Regions from separate parts of the Arachis hypogaea genome. Here region 1 is linked to region 2. The links are chromatin contacts, called in public Hi-C maps. All regions are on one chromosome and are shown on one strand. The core of a region is the stretch at or near the end of the contact, and the rest is flanking DNA. Distances in the headings are between cores, read along the strand shown.

The links. A called contact is a pair of places that touch in the nucleus more often than the background predicts.
Region 1: a contact with region 2 is called in a Hi-C map of an unstated tissue, with 2.4 times the contacts expected there. The contact joins the promoter of LOC112802117 here to the enhancer-like site in region 2. A contact is called at or near these places in 3 of 8 Hi-C or Micro-C datasets (leaf and an unstated tissue).

The regions. Positions count from the first base shown.
Region 1 is chr5:96,977,865-96,984,350 of arahy.Tifrunner.gnm2.J5K5, reverse strand. It overlaps LOC112802117 (transcription factor bHLH68), which reads right to left and starts at 3,821. Exons shown (of 9, transcript XM_025845169.3): 1 at 2,824-3,821; 2 at 2,170-2,464; 3 at 1,497-1,574; 4 at 1,074-1,139; 5 at 277-342; 6 at 1-12. The coding sequence starts at 3,065. LOC112802118 (a long non-coding RNA gene) reads left to right here. Exons shown (of 4, transcript XR_003202198.3): 4 at 5,631-5,890.
Region 2 is chr5:96,938,538-96,945,884 of arahy.Tifrunner.gnm2.J5K5, reverse strand. No RefSeq gene overlaps it. Among protein-coding and RNA genes, the nearest start is that of LOC112802116, 25 kb to the right of the region's middle. Within about 2 kb of position 3,709, at least 2 of the 3 cell types and tissues checked have open chromatin away from gene starts, as enhancers often do.

The DNA of each region.
Region 1 (6,486 bases), core at 2,572-5,071, 38 kb before region 2:
TAAACTAAGGGCCTGAAATAATATCCAAGGAATTTTTTTAATAAAAAATAAATAGTTTAACATAGTTTTAGAACTTCAATAAATAATAAATAATAAAGGGTGTGTTGTTGAAAAAAAAAAGTAAAGTGAACCTTTAACAGCGTGCTATGTACACACACACACAGATATATATATATATATCACTGACTCATCATAGTTGTTTGGGAAAACTGATTATTAGTAAAGGAATGTGTATGTATGGTACAAATATGTGAGAATTGAAGGAACATAAATGACCTCAATTTGACTCTGAAGGAATCTGATATACCCGATAGCTTCTAACAACACTGAGGCTGTGTCAGTCTGCAAAAAAAGTAAAATATAAATACCACACACCATAAAATTTAAATCCTCCATAGTCATATTTTATTATATCATAAAACCACTCATCTAAAAACTTAAGTTAATAAGAGAAAACAGTATAAATGATTATATTTTTAATATTTTTTTTAAGTAAGAGTTTTTTTTAAATTTACTTCATTTTTTGTATGTTTTTTTTTTATCTTATGCTATCTTTTTATTTTTGAAGTTTACCAAGAATCGAATTTTAAATTTTTTGGATATAAACTTCTAATATTATATCATAAAATCTCTCTTTTCAAAAACTTAAACTAAAAAAAGAAGACGGTATAAATAATTATATCTCTAATAATATATTAAAAAACATACTATGTATATTTTAAAAAAATTAATTTCTTTCCTTTGGACGGTGGATGATTACATCAACTATTGCTCGCTAGTGGATATATAAGATAGACTAAATAAAAAATTAGGTTGCCTTTGATGTGTCTTTTTATTTTTTTATTTTTACAATTTTTTGCTCTAACATTTTTCTGTTTTTATTATTTTTAACTTTTTTATAAAATTTTAAAAATAAAATGTAATTCAGACACATTTTATTTATAGTCATTATTTTTTATTTTAAAATAAAATGGGCCTATTTTATTAATTTATTTAATCAATATGCATGGTTGCATTCATATTGAACTGATTAAACAAGGCTTAATTAATTAATAAAATTATTAATTAATTACCTTCCCAAATGGGGAAACCAGCTGATGAAGTGCAGTAATTCTGTCACCTAACTTCTCCTTCCTGACCTGAAATTCATGAGAAGATGAACATAACATGTTAATTTGTGTCGGGCTCAAGCACATGCTCAAAAATTGGCTCTATTTTCTTGTTTCATTTGACTTTTTCCGATTCCTTTTTTTTTTCCATTTTATGATAAGGAAAAAAAAAGGGCTATGTTAAAGAAAAAAAATAAAAAGAGAGATAAAGAGAATAATCATGATTGGGTAATGGACAACCAAGAAAGACAACAGTTAGCATCCACATGATGTTCTAATTTTGTGTGTGTTTTTTTGCCTGAAAGAGAATTCAAGGGTTGGAAGTTTCTTCATAGTTATTAGTTTGCATTAACACATACATAGATACATACATACATACATACATACCTTGAAAGTGGATTGAGTAGTTGTGGAAGGTTGAACCCTAGCTTTCTTCACTGCCCCACCACTTCCACTGCTGTTACACTTTAATTTTCACAACCAAAGAAATTTTAGTTTTATTAATTATAACAAAAATTGATTTGTTGAATTAAACTGAAATAAAAAAAATGTGGAATTTTTGTAGTTGTAAGACATAATTAATAGTAAGAAAACAAATTTAATCAACATTTTTTTAAAAAATAAAATGTGATATCATCACTTTTTTTATCAGGAAAAAAAAAGGAGAGGAAGATGGTTCTTTATTTAATTTCCTTTAGTGGATGTTTTTATGGAAAATGTTATATTTTTTAATATTGTAAAATATGATAGCTTTTCTATGGACAAAATCAAAGGTGCTAATTGGTAAAGTTTCATCAGAAAGTAAGTTGGTGTAATAACTCATTGACCAAGAAAAGCTAATAATGAAAAATACAGATTTTTTTTTAATTTTTTTGATACATAGAAGCTCAATTCAATCAAGAATCCTTCATTAAGTTTCATCAAAAAGCAAGTTTATTTGGTGTAATTAATTATTTATTCAAGAGAGTTAAACATTTTTCAGTTGGTAGTTATATAAAAAAAAAAAAGAAAGGAAAAAAAAAAAACAAATATTGTAATTAATGTTGACTAATATGGGTACCTCAGATGATCGATCTGGTGGTGGTGGTGGTGGATGCCTTGCATCAATATTAGTCTTATGATCACTATTATTATTGCTTGAAAAATCAAGCATGTTGCTGCTGAAGCTTGTGACACATGAATTTGGAGACCAAGATGCAGTCTTTGATGGCTGAAGTTCTTCATTTGCACCACCATGGCCATATACATAGCTGTTAACTGAGCTTTCTTGCTTAACATCAACAAGAGAAGCATTGTTATTTGCACCTTGATGACTTAGCATTTGATGATGATCTTCTTCACCCACAAGTCCACCCCTTTCAACCCAAAACTCCAAATTAAAACCACACCATCAAGGAAAATAAATAAATAAATAAAGATTCTTGTGTGGAAAATTTTCAGATATTTTTAATATTAGTTGAGTTATATTAAGCAAGAACTAAAAAAATTCCAAAAAAAAAATTAATAATAATAATAAAGATGTGATATACTTTACTTAGATCATGTGAAATTTTTAAAAGATAATAAAATTTTGTTTCTTGAAATAATAATTGTTAGGCCTGCCATGCAGTGATGTTGTTAGTGATCTTTAGTGTGTGTATACTACATGTGAGAGAGGAAATTAAAAAGCTAAGAAGCTATGAATTGAAAGAGAGAGATATAGATATATATATACATGAGTAGCTGGCTCCATGACTCAGGAAGCTCTTGATTTTCATGCCAAGAAGGAGGCAAAGGAAGAGAGGAAGAAGAAGAAGAATATTGGGTGAGAAAGTTTGAAGAATTAGGAGTTGTAGACAAGAAAGGAGGAGCTTGTGGAAGAGGTGGAGGCCTCATGCTATTGATGTTCCACCAATTAGGGTTTCCGGCCGCCATTATTTGTTGCACCGGCGACCCATGAACAACTCCTCTATTCATTTTTTGTCTTTCTTCTTTCTTCTGCTTCTGCTTCTCCTTCTCTTCCTCTTCTTTCGTTTTTTTATAAAAAAAAAAATTTCGTCTTAGAAAGGAACAAAATAAATTTTTCCTTTCTTTTTTTTTTTTCTTTCCCTCCCTTTGCTTTCTTGATGTTCTTGCCCCTCTTAAAAAGAATAAAGTTCTTTTGTGTAGAAACTTTGAGAGGTGCTCCTTGAGGTTGATTAAGTAGTAAGGAGAACACCACCACTCCAAGGAGCTGTTTTTGAAAGAATTTGAATAATCATGGAGCTTTGAGTCTTTGTTTTCTTTCCTTTCTTTATTGCTTTTCTTTTTCCATTTTTTTTCTTTATTTGTTTCTTCCTTTCGTGTAATTTCTTTTCTTGCTTTTGCTTTATCTTAAAGTGGGACAGAAAAGGTGGTAGCATTTCGCATAATTAAGAAAACCCAAAAACATATGTGGAGAGCAGTGATAAAATCTCTTAATATGTGTAATAATAAACTAATGATGTTTTATTATTTTAATTTTTAAATAGTGAAATTTTTTATGTATTTAATATTTGAAAAATATATTAAACCAAAAAAAAAAAACAATTTCTCTCATTTGGAAGCTAAATGAATATTTAGGAAAATGATTTAAGAAGGTATATATTTTCCAAACTTTTCAAGATATATGCATACGTCTCAGAAAAAATAACTATATAGGTGAATGATATTTCGATCATATCGAGCCACGTGGCATTCTATGAAGGCTTTCACATTACAAGAACTTTTAAGGATGGATGTTTTTAAAACAAATTAATTTGACTTATCCAAGCTAAACAAACCTTCTTATTCATCCTTGACTCAAAACAATCATACTCATTCCATTAAGTGGTTGTCCATGGCAATAAGTATTCAAATTTGAATATTAACTTGAATTAAGAAAATAACTGTAATATTTTAAAATAATTAATTAAACCTTCTTTGTATACTTATAATTAAGTCTCTAATTTTTTAATTCGAATATGTATAAATTATTGACTAATTAGAAATATAAAAACAAATATGACATTTTAAAATATGAGACATCTAAATTTTTTCGTGTAAAATATATAAGGACAAATCGGTCCCTCAAATGAATTTAAAAATTTTATATTTTAAAAATTAAAATACATTTTTATATTTTTAATTAGTCGATAATTTATTTATTTTTAAGATAAAATATAGAGACCGATTTATTCTTTACTCATAATTTTTTTTAGATCGTAAAGTTGCTTTGAATAAAAGATTGATTGAGGTTCAAGTATAAATTATACCAAAATGTTTATTACGCACGGGTAAAACATTTACACTAGCAACATAATATAGATGAACCTAATCCTAATCTCAAAATCAAATAAATTAAGTCAAATTTTAGCGCACCTTTAAATCATAATGGCAATTGACTATCATGTTTGTATCGTGTATGTGGGGAAACACAAATTGTCTTAAATCTTAATAAAGGCGAAAATAGAAAGGCAACAATGAAAATTTCATGTTTTCAAATAATAACTATTTAAAATTTCTGAAAATACAAACCACACGATATTAGATATAGTGACGGTTATATTAGGGATTGTTGGTAATTATTAAAAATCTATTTGCTGGTATCTTAAAACCTAAAAGTCGTCATTTCACCAAACACCGTTAATCTATATTGTGACAATTTGAAACTGCCGTAAAACTCTTAAAATTTGTTGCTATTTTACCTTCTCATAATTAAGATTTTTAAAGAATTAATCTATATATCTTTTATTTTTTTTAATTTTTGTCAAATTTTATTATATTTAATTCGTAGATAAATATAAAATCTAGTTTCACGATATAATTTATGAAATTTGATTATATTATTTATCATTTTTAATTATATTGTCTATAAATTTAATTATTCATGTAAATATATAATTATTATATTTTCATATGTGTTCTTATTCGACCGTTGATTAATAACTAATCTTTTTTGTCCCTATATGATTTTTAGAACTAACTACATAAACGATGGATGCATTTTTTCTCTTCACCTAATAAATGCTTTGTGATGGGATGATTCATAAGACTGATCCAACTCAAAAGTTTCTCTGTTTTATTTACCTGCAAAATTAATAAATAGTTCTTCCAAAAACAAAAAAGTGTGATCATTGATCATTCCACCGATTCCCCCGCCCCTATAGTTATTATCAACAGAGATAAAGAAATATTATTTAATTATTATATATTTGCACATTAATTATGATGCCATGAGGTTTTTTAATTTATATCAAAATTAAATTAGAAAAAAAAAAAACTAGAAGAATGTTAGACGCAAGAGAAACCTATTGTGTATTGCCTAGTGTATTAAGCATATAATATTAAGTTGTTGGAATAACGTTTACCTAAAGCAATCAAATTAATTTTCTTCTATGTATAACAATTCTCTATTTTTAATTTTTCCACATACATCTTTGTATTAAGATTGTATGTATATAATACATTATTGGAAAATTAAAGTCATGCATAAGTCAAATGAAATAACTTTGTTAACGATTCTATGATTGACCAATGAATCAGAAACATGATAATGGTATCAACGACCACACTGGTTTTTGATGTGAAGGGGTTATGGCTGGCTTCAAATGCATAGCGCCAATCTCTGCTGTTACTTCAGCTTTTCAAAATTTCATGCTTCATATGCATAGTTGTAATGTTACGGAATTCATTCAAAATATTAAATAATTAAGTATTTTCCAATTAAATAACAATACTGTACTTTAGTTGGTAGCTTATGTCCCCTCCTCTTACATTCAATGATCTCATAATCTTGATTAATTTAAATTATTTTGTATGTATTATTATACTGAATCTATTTAGTGGGATAATATTTTGTTGTTGTTATATTTAGTACGTATTCTTTTAGAAGAATTAGTATAAAGAATCGATTATTAATTGGTTAATTTTTACTTCTATTGTAAAAATTCTTATTTTTTAAAAAATTTATAATTTAAAATTTAAAATTTAACGTTTATGGTTGAATATTTAATATTTAGAGGAGTGTTACACATATAAGTCATTTTTGTTTATAAGTCTTACAAGTTGGGCCTAACACATAGAAGAAGTTGGACCTAACACGTACGTTATAGAAGAAGAAGAAGAAGCGTGAATATAAATGACTTGTATGATTTGTATGGAAAAGCGTTCTCTCTTTGCCTTCGATCTCCTTCTGTTTTTTTCGATTTTCATGATTTCTGAAATCAAGCTTTGAAATTGTTTTGAAGATGATGGAACTTCAGAAATACACCCGAACGATTACAAAAATACACCCAAACGATTATAGAAATACATCCAAAAGATTACAGAAATACACCCAAACAGTTACAGAAATAAACCAAACGATTACAGAAATACACCCAAAGGATTTAAGAAATAC
Region 2 (7,347 bases), core at 2,460-4,959:
TCACAAAAGCATAAATTTTTTTAAAATAATTTAGAATAGAACAAATTATTTGTTTAAATAAATCAAAAACCCATTTTTTGTAATGTGAATGTCTTCTTTAAATTCATTGAAAGGATCGCAAATCGTATCTTAAAAATCTTATTTTTAGTGAGAAGTTCACTTTAATTTCTATGTATTCTTTTTAGATTTTACTAAATATCATTTTTAATTAAACTAAATTGGCTTCTCTTTATACTTGCTTACGATGTAAGTGAGCGTGTCTTACAGTACTACGAACCAACACACAACAAGTGAGAGAATATTAATATTCCAAAAGAAGATTTTAAATGAAATGAGAAAAAGGCAATGCTAGCTCACGTGCTAGATCACGTGTCTCACTGCCCTAAGAGCTAAGATTCACAAGAGGAACCTTATGCCCTTTGAGGTACAATCCAAAACATAAGACGACGAATAAAAATCAGAAACGGTGACGCTAGTTTTTAGTAATTTTGTTCATTATTTAATTAATATAAATATTAAATTATTTTTAATAAATAAATTTTACTAATTTATATATGTAAATTTTAAAAAATATAAATATAAATTTTAATAATTATAAATATAAATTATATAATTTTTATGTATAAATATAAATATAAATTATTATTAATTAAATAATAATTTAAAATAATAATATTTATTAGTCAAATAATATTGTTAATAAAAATTATTGGAGGATTCTTCTCCCTTGCCGTCCTCACGTGTAAAACTTAAAAACTATAAAATTAGCAAAACAATAGGAACAATGCTATAAAATTTATCATTTTTTACTGACATTCTAAAATTTAAATATTAAATTTTAATTTTAATTTTAATTTTAATAATAAAAAATAAGATATTAAACAAAATATTGTCCATAATAACTGGTAAAAAAATGTCGATTTCTTAATATTTTTCAAAAGATATTTTCTAATAAAATGTTCCTTAATTTCATCGGATTAATTGTTAAGAAATGATGATGTCATTTATTTTTTGTTTATGAAAACTAAATTTTTAAAAATTAAAATAATAATATACTCTATATCTAATATACGTATTTACTTTTTTTTAGTGCTCTGGTAAACTTTAAGTAGTGTTTGTTTTTAAAGATTAGCACTAAAATTAGAGATTAAAATTTAATATTATATTTGTTGATTAGAGACTGAAATTAAGGCTATGTTTGATTTTGAGAATAAGATAAGATAAGATATTGAGAACAAAACACATATAAAGAATAAATACATAAAAAGTAATGTTCTTATATTTTAATTTGTTTAGTAATAAATTAGAACAAATTATGAGAGTCTAAGTTATTTTTATTCAAAAAAATTAGAAAAAAATTATAATTATGAAATTAAAAATTAATAAGAATAATAAAAAAAATAAATTGTATCTTTTGTTAGTATTTTTGTGTATTTTCTGTTCAGATAGATACAAAATACACTAATTCAGTTCTTTAAACACAATATCTGTCCATGTCTCATTTATCAAACATAATTTTATGTTTCTGTATTTCTGTCTTATTACCGTACATGTAAATAAACACAATCTAAGATTTCACTTTCAAGATACAGAATTTTAATCTTTTTAGTACCTCAAATAAATAGAGATATAGAAGACTAAAATTTTTAAAGACAGACTCTGACTTTAATAATATTTATTCTTAAAGATACTTTTATTTAATTAATTTTTTAAATTTCAAACTTATTTAGAGTAAAGTATTGTTTTTGTCTCCAACATTTGAGGTAAATCCTAAAGTTGTCCCTAACGTTTCAATCGTTCTATTTAAGTCTCTAAAGTTTTAAAATTGACTCAATGTTGTCCTACTGTTAGGGATCCGTTAATAGAATTGACGGCATGACAAAATTGAGACGATTTTGAAACGTCAAGGACTTAAATAGGACGAAAACGTTGGGGACAACAACGATACATATAAACTTCAATTTTATCCTTTAATAATATCAATTTTTTACTGTACATAGTATTCAATTATTTTTTAATCACATATAAGTAAATTATAGTTAGTCATTCTAAATAAATTAATTATTTTATAATTTTACTCTTAAAGTAATATAATTTTTTTATAAATAAATAAATTTTACACTTTCATTCTAAATAATGTAATTTTACTTTCATTACTTAATTACATTACTTATAATTTTTTTTATAACTTTACACTTTCATTTTAATCATATTACATTATTTATTTAGAATGAAAGTGTAAAATTTATTTATTTATAAAAAATTTCATTACTTTAAATGTAAAATTATAAAAAATAAATTTATTTATAACGAAAGTAATGTGATTAAGTATAAGTTACTTAGATGTGATTAAAAAATAATTAAATACTATGTACAATAAAAAATTAATATTATTAAAAGATAAAATTAAAATTTATTTCTATGTATCGTTTTTGTCTTCAATGTTTCAATCGTCCTATTTAAGTCTCTAACGTTTCAAAATCGTCTCAATTTTGTCCCGCCGTCAATTCTGTTAACAGATTCTTAACGGTAGGACAACATTGAATCAATTTTGAAACGTTAAAAATTTAAATAAAATGATTGAAACGTTAGGCACAATTTTAAGACTTATCCCAAATATTAAAGATAAAAATAATACTTTACTTATTTACTTATTATTAATTTTCATATTTATCTTAAACTAAATATAATATTAAAACATAATTCAATTCAATATATTTTACACTAAATATAATATAAAAATTTAATTTAATTTTAATCTCTCAATTTCAATCTCTCTTTCAAACAGGGCCTTACATATAGCTGTGACTTGTGAGGTAAGATATAGTAAGGAATTTTTCATGATTAATTTTAACAATATATATAGCACATGTTGGATTACTAACCTCTTGTCTTCTAGCCTATATGCTCCATGCTAGGTTCAGGAACACAGTCGAATTCAAGGTCTGCTATAAAATGCACATTCAAAATAATTCCAAATATGGAAGATATATAATCAACTACTATCTCAGCTGATTCTAATTTTTGTACACAATAGTAATTCTCATTATTTTACGAGCAAGTTAATATTTTGACTCTTAAATGATTCCATTTTTAATAAATGTAGATTTTCGAATAAAGAGATAATATTTTGATCTCTTAATTTTTTTGTCTGTACTTTTTAAATAATTATACAAATATTTTTTAACAAAATTAAATCAAATATATAAAATATTTTTTATTTATAAAAAGATATAATCCATGCTGTCATATTAAAATTATTTTTAAAAACATCAAAAATTATATTTTTTATAAGTTTAATTTTAATACAAAGTATAAAACATTTCATATATCAATCACATTAATTTTTTTGATAATTTTTTACATTGTCAATATAAAAAATAATTATTTTTATTAATATAATATTATAAAATTAAATATATGTTTAAAATTATTTTACATTCACAATGCATCAAAGTTAATTTTTTATTTTAAAGATTATTTTACCGAAAATAAAATTCTTTGACTAATTAAAATAATAATTCATTTTTGTACATATAGTACTATTATGTAACTTGGTTGGTTTGTTGATTATACATTTCCGTGTATGAATGAGATTTTAGTTTCTTCTTCTGAATCTTACAAAAATCTGACTACCACACCGTACCCCTGATAATAATAATAATAATAAAACAATAATAATAATAATAATAATAGCATAGGTTTGGATCAGGTTAATGTGTGAATCAAGGGATCAATTCGTTGTCTAAAGGAAAATAATTATTAAAAATTAAGATTACTATATATGATGAATTTATAAATGCAACAATCAGAAGAATTTGCAGACCAACTATCACCAAACCAAAAGTGATGGAAAATGACAGTTTGACACACTAATTGCCAATAATTAATAACAAACGACATCCTTATCTTAAATCTATCTGCTTCTGTTTCATTTAGTATTTTTAATAACATATCATTGCGTGTCTTAATTATTATATCAGAATTGAGACACAAAAATAAGAAAAATAAAAAATGGCTAATGATGTAAGCGGAATTAAGTTTCGTAGGTTTTTAACATAAAATTATCATAAAATATATATAATTAAAAATAACGGTTAAAATTATTAAATTATCATACATCACGGAGCACCTAAAACGTTTCCTATAAAATATTAGTAGTTGTTTTCAGTCATTTCATGGCAGTATAAAAAAATAAAATAAAATAAAATGAAACTATTAATAATTAAAAAATTAAATGATGATAATGATATGAAAGATGCATGGTAAATGGATATAATATTACCTTTCCAAGTCCAAATTGGGGGAAATTTCATATTACTAACCTTTTAATAAGAATGCCTATCCAAGTTCTAATTTTACACCCAATTGCAAGAGAACAAAAAATGATGTTGTTATTGTTAAACCAGTCACGTTTATTTTGTATGTTTTTCCTTAGTTCAAAACTTAATTTATTAACTTCTGATTTATTTTTCATTTGCTGTTATTGTTTTTACATTTTTTTAATTTTTCAAAATATAACAAGAATCGAATTTTATATTTTTTATTATAGAAATTTTGATATTGTTCCAAAAATTTAAAATAATGGAAGAAGATTATCTTTAAAGGTTAATAAATAATAAGCAAAAATTACATTAAAGTATAGATAATAAAGATAATTTTTTTATAGTTGATTTAGTTATTTTATATGATATAAAATATATATGCATTAAGGTGGAAACTCAGGTGTAGTCGACTTCATGTAAAGTTGATATTTGAGAGTTATTAGATAATTTGATTAATTTGACTAAATTTTTATCTAACGACACTTAGGTATCAACTTTACGTAAAGTCAACTGCACCTGAATTTTTACCGTGCATCAATATCTAAAATACTTTGTAACAAACACAGAAATGTCGTACAAGACTTTAGTAAATGATAAGTTTGATGTGATTTGAGTTAGAATGCTCACATTATTGTATAGAATAGTCTTGCGTATTGGAAACTAATTAATTAAACTCTCACAACTGCTACTACCTTTTAAGAATTGAAAGTGATGATCAAGTGCTTATCTCTCCAATTAATTTGGATGGATCGAGTGACCAATTTTAAAAGTTTGAATTTCACTTTATGTACATGCAGTAATTTATTGATCATTTTTAATCAAAATTTAAATATGTAATAGATTAATCTTTAATTATTAAACTAAAGAATATCATGAAAAAAATGCTTATTTTTGTTTTTCATGCAAATTAAATGCCCTAATTCTTCTCCCAAACCCCAAAATTGGTTGCTGAAATCACAGACAATCACCACGTCGGTGACTAATAAGCTGAATTAGACTAAATTGCCAAGGCTGTCACCAATTTAAGTCAATATCAAATGTCTAACTTCAAATGCATGAATAAGAGAGTTTATCTGCAATTATTATAAATTTGGATTAAAACAATCATTGAAAATATAACCAAAAACGTATAAGAATTTAACATTATTTTTTTATAAAATCATTTAACTTAAAAATTTAAGTTGATATATATGACGATGCATAAAAATAATTATCTCTCTGATATTTTTATCAAATAATTATTTTTTGAACTAAAAATTACTTTCTTTAAAATTGTACGTCTATGCATGGGTAACCTATATTATCAAAGATAACATTTTTCTTATTCAAAGGCTATTCTTTTAAAACTGTTAAAAGACATAATTATTTACATTATTTTTTTATCAGTTTAAATTTTTGAATAAATAATATCATAATATAGTATTAAAATTTTTATAACTAAAAAATTTAGAATTTAATATTTAGACATCCAAACAAAAAAATTAATATAAAACAAATAAAAACGACCTAAATCCAATTTAAGAGAAATTCTTGCTTAAAACAGCGTATTAAATACATAACCATATCAATTCTTATTGACTCCCAACAAAATAGAAATTCAGCATAGTAACATAAATTTTAAAAAAGTTCCTTGCGTAAAAGGTATATTAGAGAAACTAATATCGTTATTGACAGTTCAAAAAAATGAAAATGCAGACAAACTAACAAGAAAAAAGAAAAGAGAGATCAAAGGCTATACACAATTACATTTTGAGTCCAACAGAGATATTGATATAATAAAACGTGTTAGGTATAATGATTTTGGATTGATTTAGTAATTAATTTATTAATTTATTTAAATAAGTATTAAATATTTAAATTTTATTTTATCTATGCAAATATGTAATATTATTCTATTGACTAACAATAAATCTATAAATAAAGTTTAGTGATAACGTATTAATTTTTAATTTGTCAAATTAAAAAATATTATGAAAATAAAAAATTATTAGATGTATAGTTATCTATACCTATCTTTGTTACTTTTTAATTTAAATATGGAAATAAAAGTGGAGTTAAATTTGGATATGGGGAATACAGGTGCTTCACAGCTATGTGGTGTCAGTGGAACAGAACTCGGACCATGCGAGTTCTCCATCAGTAAAAAAATTAAAAATAACAAACAACTCGGAGATCCGTTTTCTAGCTTCCGAAATTCATATTTGCTCAACCACAAGTCGGACCATGCGATTTATTAACCAAAATTTTAAAATCAAACAACTCGCATGGTCCGATTTGTATACTCTGAGTTTTTTCAATTTTTTAACACAAATCGGACCCCCGATTTGTGTACTCCCATAATTTTAAAAAACACAAAAAATTACCATGTTAAAGTGTATCGCTCATTTTACTTCCATATCAAAATTTTTTTAGCCTCTTTTTTTATGAATTTAAATTTAAATTTTGAAATAAATCATTTCATGACAAAAATAAATATCTTAAAGCGAGTATAGACAACGATTCTCTTACTAGTTGCTATTACCGTTAGATATTCTCAAAATTGCCCTCACTTGGCAATTTATTTTGAGTACCAATTACTGAATCTAATATAATTGAATTGTATTTATACGGTATCTCTCAATTTCTCTAAAAACTTTTCCAATCTTTTTTACTTCCGATGTGCGATAACTAAGAACTAACTAGTACATCCAGAATAGTATAGAATCACAACTCCACAAGTCTTAAACAACAATGTAATGTTAAATCCACAAACACTATTTTGCACAATAATTCATGAAAAAAAGTTTTCGATCAGTGTTTTTATATATAAATTCACATAAAATAAAAGAATAGTGAAAATGCTTGACTGAAAAGTTTGGAAGTGAGAGTGTGTTGTGGGGTTAAAAGAGTTGTATAGAAACACAACTCCTTTTCTCTGAAACTGACAGTGACTTAAAGTTTTTGGACTCTGCGAGTGGGGTGGGCCCCCATGGGCCCCCATTAAAGGCCCACCTTGCCTCCCCTTCCTATAAAGCTAAAAAGA